2 separate regions of the Oryctolagus cuniculus genome follow, and region 1 is linked to region 2. Evidence: chromatin contacts called from public Micro-C data. All regions are on one chromosome and are shown on one strand. The core of a region is the stretch at or near the end of the contact, and the rest is flanking DNA. Distances in the headings are between cores, read along the strand shown.

The links. Hi-C and Micro-C count contacts between places; a contact is called where the count stands out from the background.
Region 1: a Micro-C map of ear pinna shows a contact between it and region 2, with 6 times the contacts expected there. The contact joins the promoter of RC3H1 here to the promoter of PRDX6 in region 2. A contact is called at or near these places in 2 of 6 Hi-C or Micro-C datasets (ear pinna and an unstated tissue).

Annotation. Positions count from the first base shown.
Region 1 is chr7:2,411,236-2,415,739 of mOryCun1.1, reverse strand. RC3H1 (ring finger and CCCH-type domains 1) reads left to right here and starts at 1,559. Exons shown (of 21, transcript XM_051856942.2): 1 at 1,559-1,695.
Region 2 is chr7:1,961,372-1,966,036 of mOryCun1.1, reverse strand. It overlaps PRDX6 (peroxiredoxin 6), which reads right to left and starts at 1,915. Exons shown (of 5, transcript XM_002714992.4): 1 at 1,715-1,915. The coding sequence starts at 1,809.

The DNA of each region.
Region 1 (4,504 bases), core at 310-2,809, 450 kb before region 2:
CTGAGAAGGCTAGAAACTTGCTCTTTGTAGGGCTGGGGTGGTTGCTACAGTAGCTCCTCCTTCTCAGCGGGGTATATGTTTATAAACACACTAAGCTTTTTCCTATCCGTTCGTACCTACGAGGAAGTTTAATTCCTAAATTAGGCACAGTGAGAGAGTAACAAGAATGAACAAGTATAACAATATGTTGCAGTGAAATCTATTTACACTTTACTTTTGGAATTTTCCATTTAGTATTTCCGGTAACTGAACTCTGAAAGTGAAATCCCAAATAAGGGCGCACTGGGATTCTCCTGGTAGTAGGTTAAACGGGTTCCAGAGCTGGCTCACTTCAAAGGCAGGAAATCCCAATCAGCAGAGACTTCCAGAAGCTAAAAGTAGCAGCAGCAGGAGGGTATTGACAACCAAAAGGAACTCAGCTTCAGGCGTGTGGTTTATGTTGACAAATGATGTGAACACAGTCACAGCGACGCGGTGTAGCAAGTTAAAGGCAGGGCGTCTCCAAACGTTAGCACTTTTCCTGCTATTGACGAACGCAGCGAGGAAGGGCCCGGAAAACCAACGCTGCTGTCGGCCAGGACCGGGAGATAAGAGCTCGGCTCGCCGGTTTCGGTGCCTTCCACACCGCTGCACGGTGCCGAAAGGATTTCGCCGCTGTCCCTTCTCAAAGGCAGGCGTGGGACCCAGGAACGGCCCTGAAGGGGTCTCCCGGCCGCCCGCCCGCAGCAGCTGGGGCCGTTCTGACGGTCCACGGAGGCCGGGGAGGCTCGGGAGCACTCGGCGCCCAGCCGCGTCTGTGCGCCTGGTCACCCGGGAGGGCCAAGCCGGGGAGGTGCAGACCCCGGGTACAACCAGAGCCGCAAACGGGGGCTGGGGGCAGAGGTCACACGGAGAGGACAGGCGCTGAGAGCCGGGAGCCTGCAGGGAGAGCGAGTGCGGACTCCAAGGAGACCGCCCAGGCCTCCGGCTCCCGCTCGCCGCTGGCCACCTGCCCGCCGCGCGCCGCGGTCCGGGGTGTTGGCGGCGGTGACTCAGAGCGCCCCGCCCCGCCCGCTCGCCCCGCCCCGGGGGAGGGGCCTCGCCCTCGTCTCCGCCCCGCGCCGCGGCCCCGGGCGTTGGCGGCGGTGACTCAGAGCGCCCCGCCCCGCCCGCCCCGCCCCGGGGGAGGGGCCTCGCCCTCGTCTCCGCCCCGCGGCCCCGGGCGTTGGCGGCGGTGACTCAGAGCGCCCCGCCCCGCCCGCTCGCCCCGCCCCGGGGGAGGGGCCTCGCCCTCGTCTCCGCCCCGCGGCCCCGGGCGTTGGCGGCGGTGACTCACAGCGCCCCGCCCCGCCCGCTCGCCCCGCCCCGGGGGAGGGGCCTCGCCCTCGTCTCCGCCCCAGGCTCGGGGCGGGCCGGAGTCTGAGGAAGAGGAAGGGGACGAGGACAACGAGCGACGGGGCGGCGGAAGACGAGGAGGAGGAGGAGGAAGCGGAGGCAGACCTACAAGATGGCCCCTGCTGCAGGAGCAGCCTCAGCAGCAGCAGGTGGGAGGCCGGAGGCGGCGCTGGCGGCGGCGGCGGCGGCCGTGGCCCGGAGGCCTGGGACGGAATCAGCGTCGACGGTGGTGGCAGCAGCGGCGGCGGCGGCGGCTGCCGCGGCGGTGGCGGCGGCCGCTGGGACTCGGAGCTGAGAGGAGCTGCGGCTCGGACCAGCGCGGTGAGCGAGCGGCGGGCGGGCGGGCGGGGAACAATAGGCAGCTGCGGCGGGGCGGGCGCCGCGCTCGCCGGCCCGCGGGCCTCAGGCCTCCGCGTGCGGCCGGGAGGGAGGCCGGGCGAGGGCCGTGAGGAGAGGCCGCCGCCGGGCCGGGCGGGCCGCCGGTGCGCGCAGGAGGCGCTTTCCGGACGGCCCCTGGCTGGGGTGGGGGAGGGCGAGGCGGCCTCCCGGCCCCGAGCGCCCCTCCCCGCCCGGGGCTCGGCGGCTCTGCGGAGCTCCTGGGGTCGAGCCCGCTCGCTGTCTGCCGGGTCGGCGCGGGGGAGGCGGTGTGTGCAGGTGTCTCTTGAAGGGAAAGGTGAAAGCCGCCAAGTGCGGCCGCAGCAGACACGCCGCGTGGCCGTCGATGAGGGGTGGAGACGAGGCTCGTCCCCGTCGGCACCCCGCAGTCCTCTCTGAACCCGGTTAGGACCGCGTCCCGGATGGGCCGAGTGGGCGCAGGAATCATACAGCTCCGGACATCCCAGAATAGCCCGAGACTGGAAACAAAGCAGCCTGCTGGCAACACGGACACAGACTGCAATGTTCAGTAGAACTTTTTTTTCCGTCAATCGCGCCGTGTTGAATTGTTACCGTGTAGCCCAAAAGCCAACAGCATTAACTAGCCAAAAATGTACCTACCGTAGCCCTTCTTGAGGGGACAAGAGGTGGTTTAGTCTCCAAGCTGTCCTGTCCCATGTTCTGACTTGGCCTTTCAGTATTTGTCCTAGAATTACCCCACATCGATCTTTGCCTGAGCCTCCAATTTGATTTCTTAAGCATATTTTAGAAGACTTCAAAGGCTAGAGACGACTGCGGTTCTGTTTTGAGTGTTTCGACTTAGCAGGAGACAGCTCTTAGCACTGAGTACTTAGGGCAGTTGCGCCTGGAACTTGACATAGCTAACTGCAATATTTGCCTTGAACTTTAGGTTTCGAGGGATCTGCCACAGTCAGTCTCTTCCGCAGGTGCGGAAAATTACACTGAAGTTGCTTGGATGCGTCCAAAAGATTGCTTCCCCTTGATTAACGTTCAGTTGCATGGTCCAACTAAGGCAGTTAGTTTGAGATTTTAGGAGGAGGATTGAGCTGTGCAGAGAAGATATCAGTTAATAAGTGTCCCTCACTTTGAGGGTGAATTTCTGATTAGCTTGGTCCATGTCTGTGGTAATTCAAAGCATTTTTAGATTCTCTGAGTAACAGTAGTTCCCAGTTTTCCCACAGGAATTGATGGTCATAGACTAGCAATTGAGTAAACATGGACTGCTACAGGTTTTGAAGCATAGTAGATGAACATCAATAATGACATTAATTTTATGCCTTGCATAAATAATGTAGATGTTTTGATTTTTTTGACCAGTGGAGAAAGAATAACTTCATATGACTCCTGTTGATGTGATTTTTTTTTTTTGGAATTAAGGGATTTAGAAAGACAACTTTTTTTAAAGTGCTCAATTGTGTGAATTTTTGTATGTATGTGTTCTTTTAGGAGGTCTGTATGGAATCCAAAACAAGCCTATATTGTAATAAATCTTAAATTTACCTGGGGTCCTAAGTCTATTAAAACAATTACAGTTCTTTATGAATTTGTGAATTTTAAGTAGCTAATGTACCTAGTTAAGATTTTATAAAAGTCATGTTGTATCAAGGATTAATTTACCTAGTATTTATCATTCTCTTGAAAACAAAGATAATTAAATAGTAATCTTTTATATTAAAATTTGATGCTGACTCAACAATTGTTAGGCTGAGTTTGGGTCCCTGTTTCTGTTTAATATAAAAAAAAAACCCTCACAGAGCCTGGTTTTCATTTTGTGTCAGAACTGTTATGATTCCTCACTTATATCTCCAGTATCAGTATTTATTCTGATTATTTCAGTTCAGATTTTCTCAATCAGTATTTAAAACAGTTTCTTCTACGGGGTTTTGGGACTATAGCTTAAGAGTTAGATTTGCATTTTATTGGTAATATTGAAAGTTAAAATATATATCTTTTTCATTTTAAGAGATTGGAAAGGGAATTATATGTATAAAAAATTACAGTTTTCAGAACTTGCTTGTTGAGTGAATAAAAACATCTCTTTTTAATCCCAGTTATGTTGCAATGTTAAATGCTTTTAATTTACCTATAAAGAATCTGAGGCTATGAGAAGCTAGATAGCTAACAAAAATTCACATAATTAATGGATAAATGAGTTTATGCAAACCCAGGTTGTGACACAAATTAGATGCTGTATTTGTGCCCTGCCAGATACCCATCTACAGGACCAAGAAAATATTCGTGTGAATCAAAAAACAAAACTTACATTTGTTTTTAGCAAGTCTGAATGCCACAAAATATAGAAACTAATACCATTTACTTAGAACAGATTTGTGGTATCGACATCATTGCTTCATGACTTTAGCTTGTTATATAAGCAATTAATAAATTGTATTTTTGATATGGTTTATGAAAATTGCAAAACAATTTTAATAATATTCAGTGATGTTAAAGTTTTCATTTATAATTTTTTCCCTTAAATCCATAGATCATTTAGAATTCTGCAGTATTTTTAAGAGTTTGAAATGGAATTTGAGGGGGTCTCAGTCAACTCTTGCAATTATCTTGAAAATGGTCGGTATCCAACAAAGTGAAGGATACACTTGACAAATGATCCCTATTCGGTGAACGCCTCAGATCAAGATGTTCCTTGGCAGGCTGTTCTGACCTGGTTTAGCTTTGGCCTGTCTATGCTTAGGGGTTTGGATATCCTTCAGGATTGGCTTCAGAGGGACTG
Region 2 (4,665 bases), core at 666-3,165:
GTTAAGTCTTTTCCTGCCTTCAAGATCTGAATATTTCATTTCTCAGTGGCTTTCTATCCCACTCCTCTGACAAAGCTTACTTTTCTGCTGCTCAGTGGCTGGGCTGAAGGGGCTTAGGGATAGTGTGGGCCCGTTGTATAACAATCTCTCCTGCGGCACAGTGAGTTAAGTAAGCTGCCATCTGCAGTGAGTGGGGGATGCAGGTTGGAGTCCCTGCTGCTCCACTTCCCTGCTAATGTGCCAGCGAAAGCAGTGGAAGATGGCCCAAGTTCTTGGGCCTCTGCACCCACGTGGGAGACCCAGATGGAGTAAGAGGCTTCTGGCTTCAGCCTGGCCCAGCCCTGGCTGCTGTGGCTATTTGAGGATTGTACCAGCAGATGGAAGATCCCTCTCTCTGTCTATCCCTCCCTCTGCAATTCTTTCAAGTAAAATAAATAAACCTTTAAAAAAATTACTGTGTAGCCACACACACACACACACACAAAATCTCTCCCAGGTTCTCAGCACAGCCGTGTCCAACCATTAACTTCTTCCTCTGCCTCTCCCCGGTGAGTCTCTGGCTACTGTATCTAAAAAGGGTACAGGCTGGGAGGACTGCACGCCTCATAACACCACGGGAAGACACCTCCTACCCAAAGTGTCTGGAATGCTCCTGATGAACACCAGGCAACTTAAAGTTGGCTGTAAAACAAGAGCAACACCCATTAACTCCCGATCATGATGCTGCGACCACCAGGCCAGACACTGGGTCACCACGCTGGCTATCACACGTGCTGGATGCCAGAGAGGAGGCAGGGCAGTCAGAGAGGGCAGAAGCGAGAGAGGGAGACAAAAGGGTCTCTACGGGGGGAGGTGCACGCGTCCCGTGGCCTGCAAGGCCCTCCCTGGGCGCGAACAGGCCACTGCAGCTGAAGACCTTAGCAGGGCAGTCAGAGAGGGCAGAAGCGAGAGAGGGAGACAAAAGGGTCTCCATGGGGGGAGGTGCACGCGTCCCACGGCCTGCAAGGCCCTCCCCGGGCGCGAACAGGCCACTGCAGCTGAAGACCTCAGCTCTCCGCTCAGAAGGTGTTGCAAGTTCTGGAACCAAGGACACAGCTACACACAGCCTGGCTGTTTCTGGCTCCTCCCTAGAGCTGTTGCCAAATTTTATCTTGGCCAGCGGAGGTGTTCTGGGCAGCTCGCGGCTCTACGGTTCTCCTCTGGGGCCCAGGAGCCTGCAAATACCACTGCAACAAGGAGAACTCTCAGGCGAGGGCGGGCCCCTCCCGAACCTGCAGCCCGCAGCTCCGTCCTCTGACTTTGGCCCTGGCCACCCTCTTTCCCCAGGGAGCAAATTCCAGGCCGGAGGGAGGGGAGGAGGGTGGTGCGGCCCCGGGCACCAGTCCCAGGCAGTGACCGCCGAGGTCGCCCGGCCTCCGCCCCCCGCACGGGTTACTAAACGGAATTCAACCACACGAAACCTGGCGTTCCCAGGGCCTGCGGAACCCAGTTGCGTTCCCACCCCCACCCCTGCCCCCGCTTTAGCCTGGTTAGCCCGACTGGCGGCCGAGAGGGGTCAGGGACCCAGGCAAGGTGACCGGAGGGCGGCCGGCCCCCACCTGCGCTCGGCCGACGCGGGGCCGCAGGGCGAGAGGCACGTGCGGGAACCGGTGGCCGGCACCGAATAAGGCAGGCGCCTCGGGCCCCGGCGGGACCGGACGACGCGGCCACTTACGAGTCTCCCAGAAAGTCGTGGAAACGGATGCGGCCGATGGTGGTGTTGGCCTCGAAGTTGGGCGCCTCGTCCCCGAGAAGCAGACCTCCGGGCATGGCGGCAGCGGCGGAGCGGGAGGGACAGCGTAGGCGCGACTGCGGCAGCAACCAGCCGGCGGCTCGGCGGACTGGCGCGGCGCGCGCCCGGCGGGGCGGGCGGGGCCTGGTGGGAGAGGGGCGGGGCCCGGGGCGGGGCCCGGGCGGGGCCCGAGTGCCGAGGGTGTGGGGCCTGAGCGGGGCCCGAGGGCGAGGGGCGGGGCGAGGGGCGGGTCCGAGGGCCGAGGGTGTGGGGCCTGAGCGGGGCCCGAGGGCGAGGGGCGGGTCCGAGGGCCGAGGGTGTAGGGCCTGGGCGGGGCCCGAGGGCGAGGGGCGGGGCGAGGGGCGGGTCCGAGGGCCGAGGGTGTGGGGCCTGGGCGGGGCCCGAGGGCGAGGGGCGGGTCCGAGGGCCGAGGGTGTGGGGCCTGGGCGGGGCCCGAGGGCGAGGGGCGGGGCGGGGGGCGGGGCGCCCGGCAGCCTCTCGGCCTCCCGCCCTGTGAGAACCGCCGGACGCGGGCGCCGGTCTCTCCGTGACGCGGGCCTGGGGTAACGCCGCCCCCTGGAGGCTGCGGGGTGCGCCAGGTTAGACTCCGCGAGGCGGTTCGGGTTCGGGGGTGAAAGGAGGCGGACAGCCGAAGTAGGGGAGTCGCCGCGCGCGCTGCCGTCCGCTGCCGCCGCACGGCTGGCGGAGGCGCCTCAGTCCTGCGCGCCCGCGAGCCCGCACGGCCGCGTCTGCGGCTGAGGAAGTGGCCACACCGGGGTCGAGTGCTGGAGGAAGTGGCTTTCTCATTGCAGCAGAAATTCCCGTACGAAGTCCCACGGAACCAGACTTCCGTTTTTGTTCAGCCTTTGCCCGCCCACCTTAGGAACCCTTAGACAGTCACGCCGCACGCGTGTCCTGAAAGCGCAATGTGAAATGTAGAGCACCGTGTGCAGGTCGCTTCTGTTCCCCAGGGGACGGGGGATTCAGATTCACTTATTACTGTATCAGTGCCACGCGTGCTTGTGTACCAGGCGGGGGGACGATGGCGAAGGATACATGATCCGACAGGACGGTGTTAGACCGCAGCAGGCCTATTTAGAGAAGGAAAGTAAGTTAGTGGCTGCAGAGCGACTTTGGATTGGGTGGGTGGTCTGGGAACGCTTCCGGGAGAGTGCAGATCAGCTACTCAGTGTGCGCTCTGGAAGTGCTGTTAGTGTTTGGGTGGTGAGCATGGTCTATGCAGCCACTGTTGCTTTCCTGGTATGTGTGGGCTGCGCCAGCCGCAGATTTACATGCAGTTAGGATAGACTGTGCTGAATGTTGGTAGGGAGAGGGGATGTGATGCAAATGGTTAGGGTTCAGAGATGGACAGTCCTCTGGGTGGGGCGTGGCAGGGTTAAGATGGCAGTGGGTAGAGTACGGAGTCAAATGCTGTGATCTGAGTTTTCAGTGTAGTGATGTGTTTCTGTATAATTTATACTTAGTTCTCCTCACAACAAGGACTTGCAGTAAGATGACTGGTAAAATTGGTAGCCACTCTAGAAAACTCTGTAAAGCTAATCTAATCTCCACGTTTTTAAAAAAAGATTTATTTATTTATTTGAAAGAGTTACACAGAGAGAGAAGAGAGGCAGAGAGAGAGGTCTTCTGCCCAATGGTTCACTCCCCAGTTGGTCGCAACGGCCGGAACTGCGCCGATCCAAAGCCAGGAGCCAGGAGCTTCTTCGGGGTCTCCCACACGGGTGCAGGCGCCCAAGGACTTGGGTCATCTTCTACTGCTTTCCCAGGCCACAGTAGAGAGCTGGATCAGAAGTGGAGCAGCCAGGATATGAATCGACGCCCATGTGGGATGCCGGCAGTGCAGGTGGCGGCTGTACCCCTTCGTCACAGTGTTGGCCCCTATGTTTTGGTTTTAAATGCACTGTTTTAACTCTTTTTGTTGGGGAGAAAGGAAGTAGAAGAGAAGGGTAGTTTGACTTTAAGGCCTTACTGATAATGTGTTGTGGATTTAGACTAGAAAACATGATCCACTATAAATATGAAGAATGAATGTGGAAACAGATTACTGATCTCTGACAAATTACTGATCTCTGACCTGCCTTCTCTAAAGTATGCAACTATAATAAAACAGGATGAACACCTGTTGGAATTTATAGTACCAGATTCTACATGCAGGCAATGGATCTGCACTCTACAACCTTGATTGCTTTAGCTGTTGTAGCATTTTAAATTCTTTCACATTATCTGCCAACATTTAAAAAAGATTATTTATGTATTTGAAAGGCAGAGTTATATATAGAGAGAGAGACAGAGAGATCCTCCATTTCCTGGTTCACTCTCCAGGTGGCCACAATAGCCAGGGCTGGGCCAGGCGGGAGCCAGGAGCTTCATCCAGGTCTCCCACCTGGGTGGCAGGGGCCTAAGTATGTTGGCCATCATCCACCGCTTTTCCCAGGCCATGAGCAGGGAGCTGGGGTGGCAGTGGAGCAGCCAGGACAAAAGCTGGCACCCAGATGAGATGCCACAGTCACAGGTAAAGGCTTTACCCACTTTGCCACAGTGCTGGCCCCTCCATCAGCATTTTAAAACATGATTTTTCACAAAATGTGTCAGAAGATCTGTGTCCCACTGGCAAAGAGTGGGCGGATAGCAGCCTTCTTAGAGTGTGTTTCCGTTATTCAGAAGATCTCTTAGTGATGTTACAGTAGAATTAGGAAAATGAACCACTTAGTTCTTGCACCCCTATTTCAGTCAAAATTGTGAAAGTGAAAGGTGGATTAATGGCCCAGGTATTTTAAGGAAAAACTGGATAGGGCATATTTGTAAAATATGCTCTGTATTTAATAAGCAAAGTTTGGAGAAGGCTGTGCTGACTCGCCCTGGTAGATAATTGA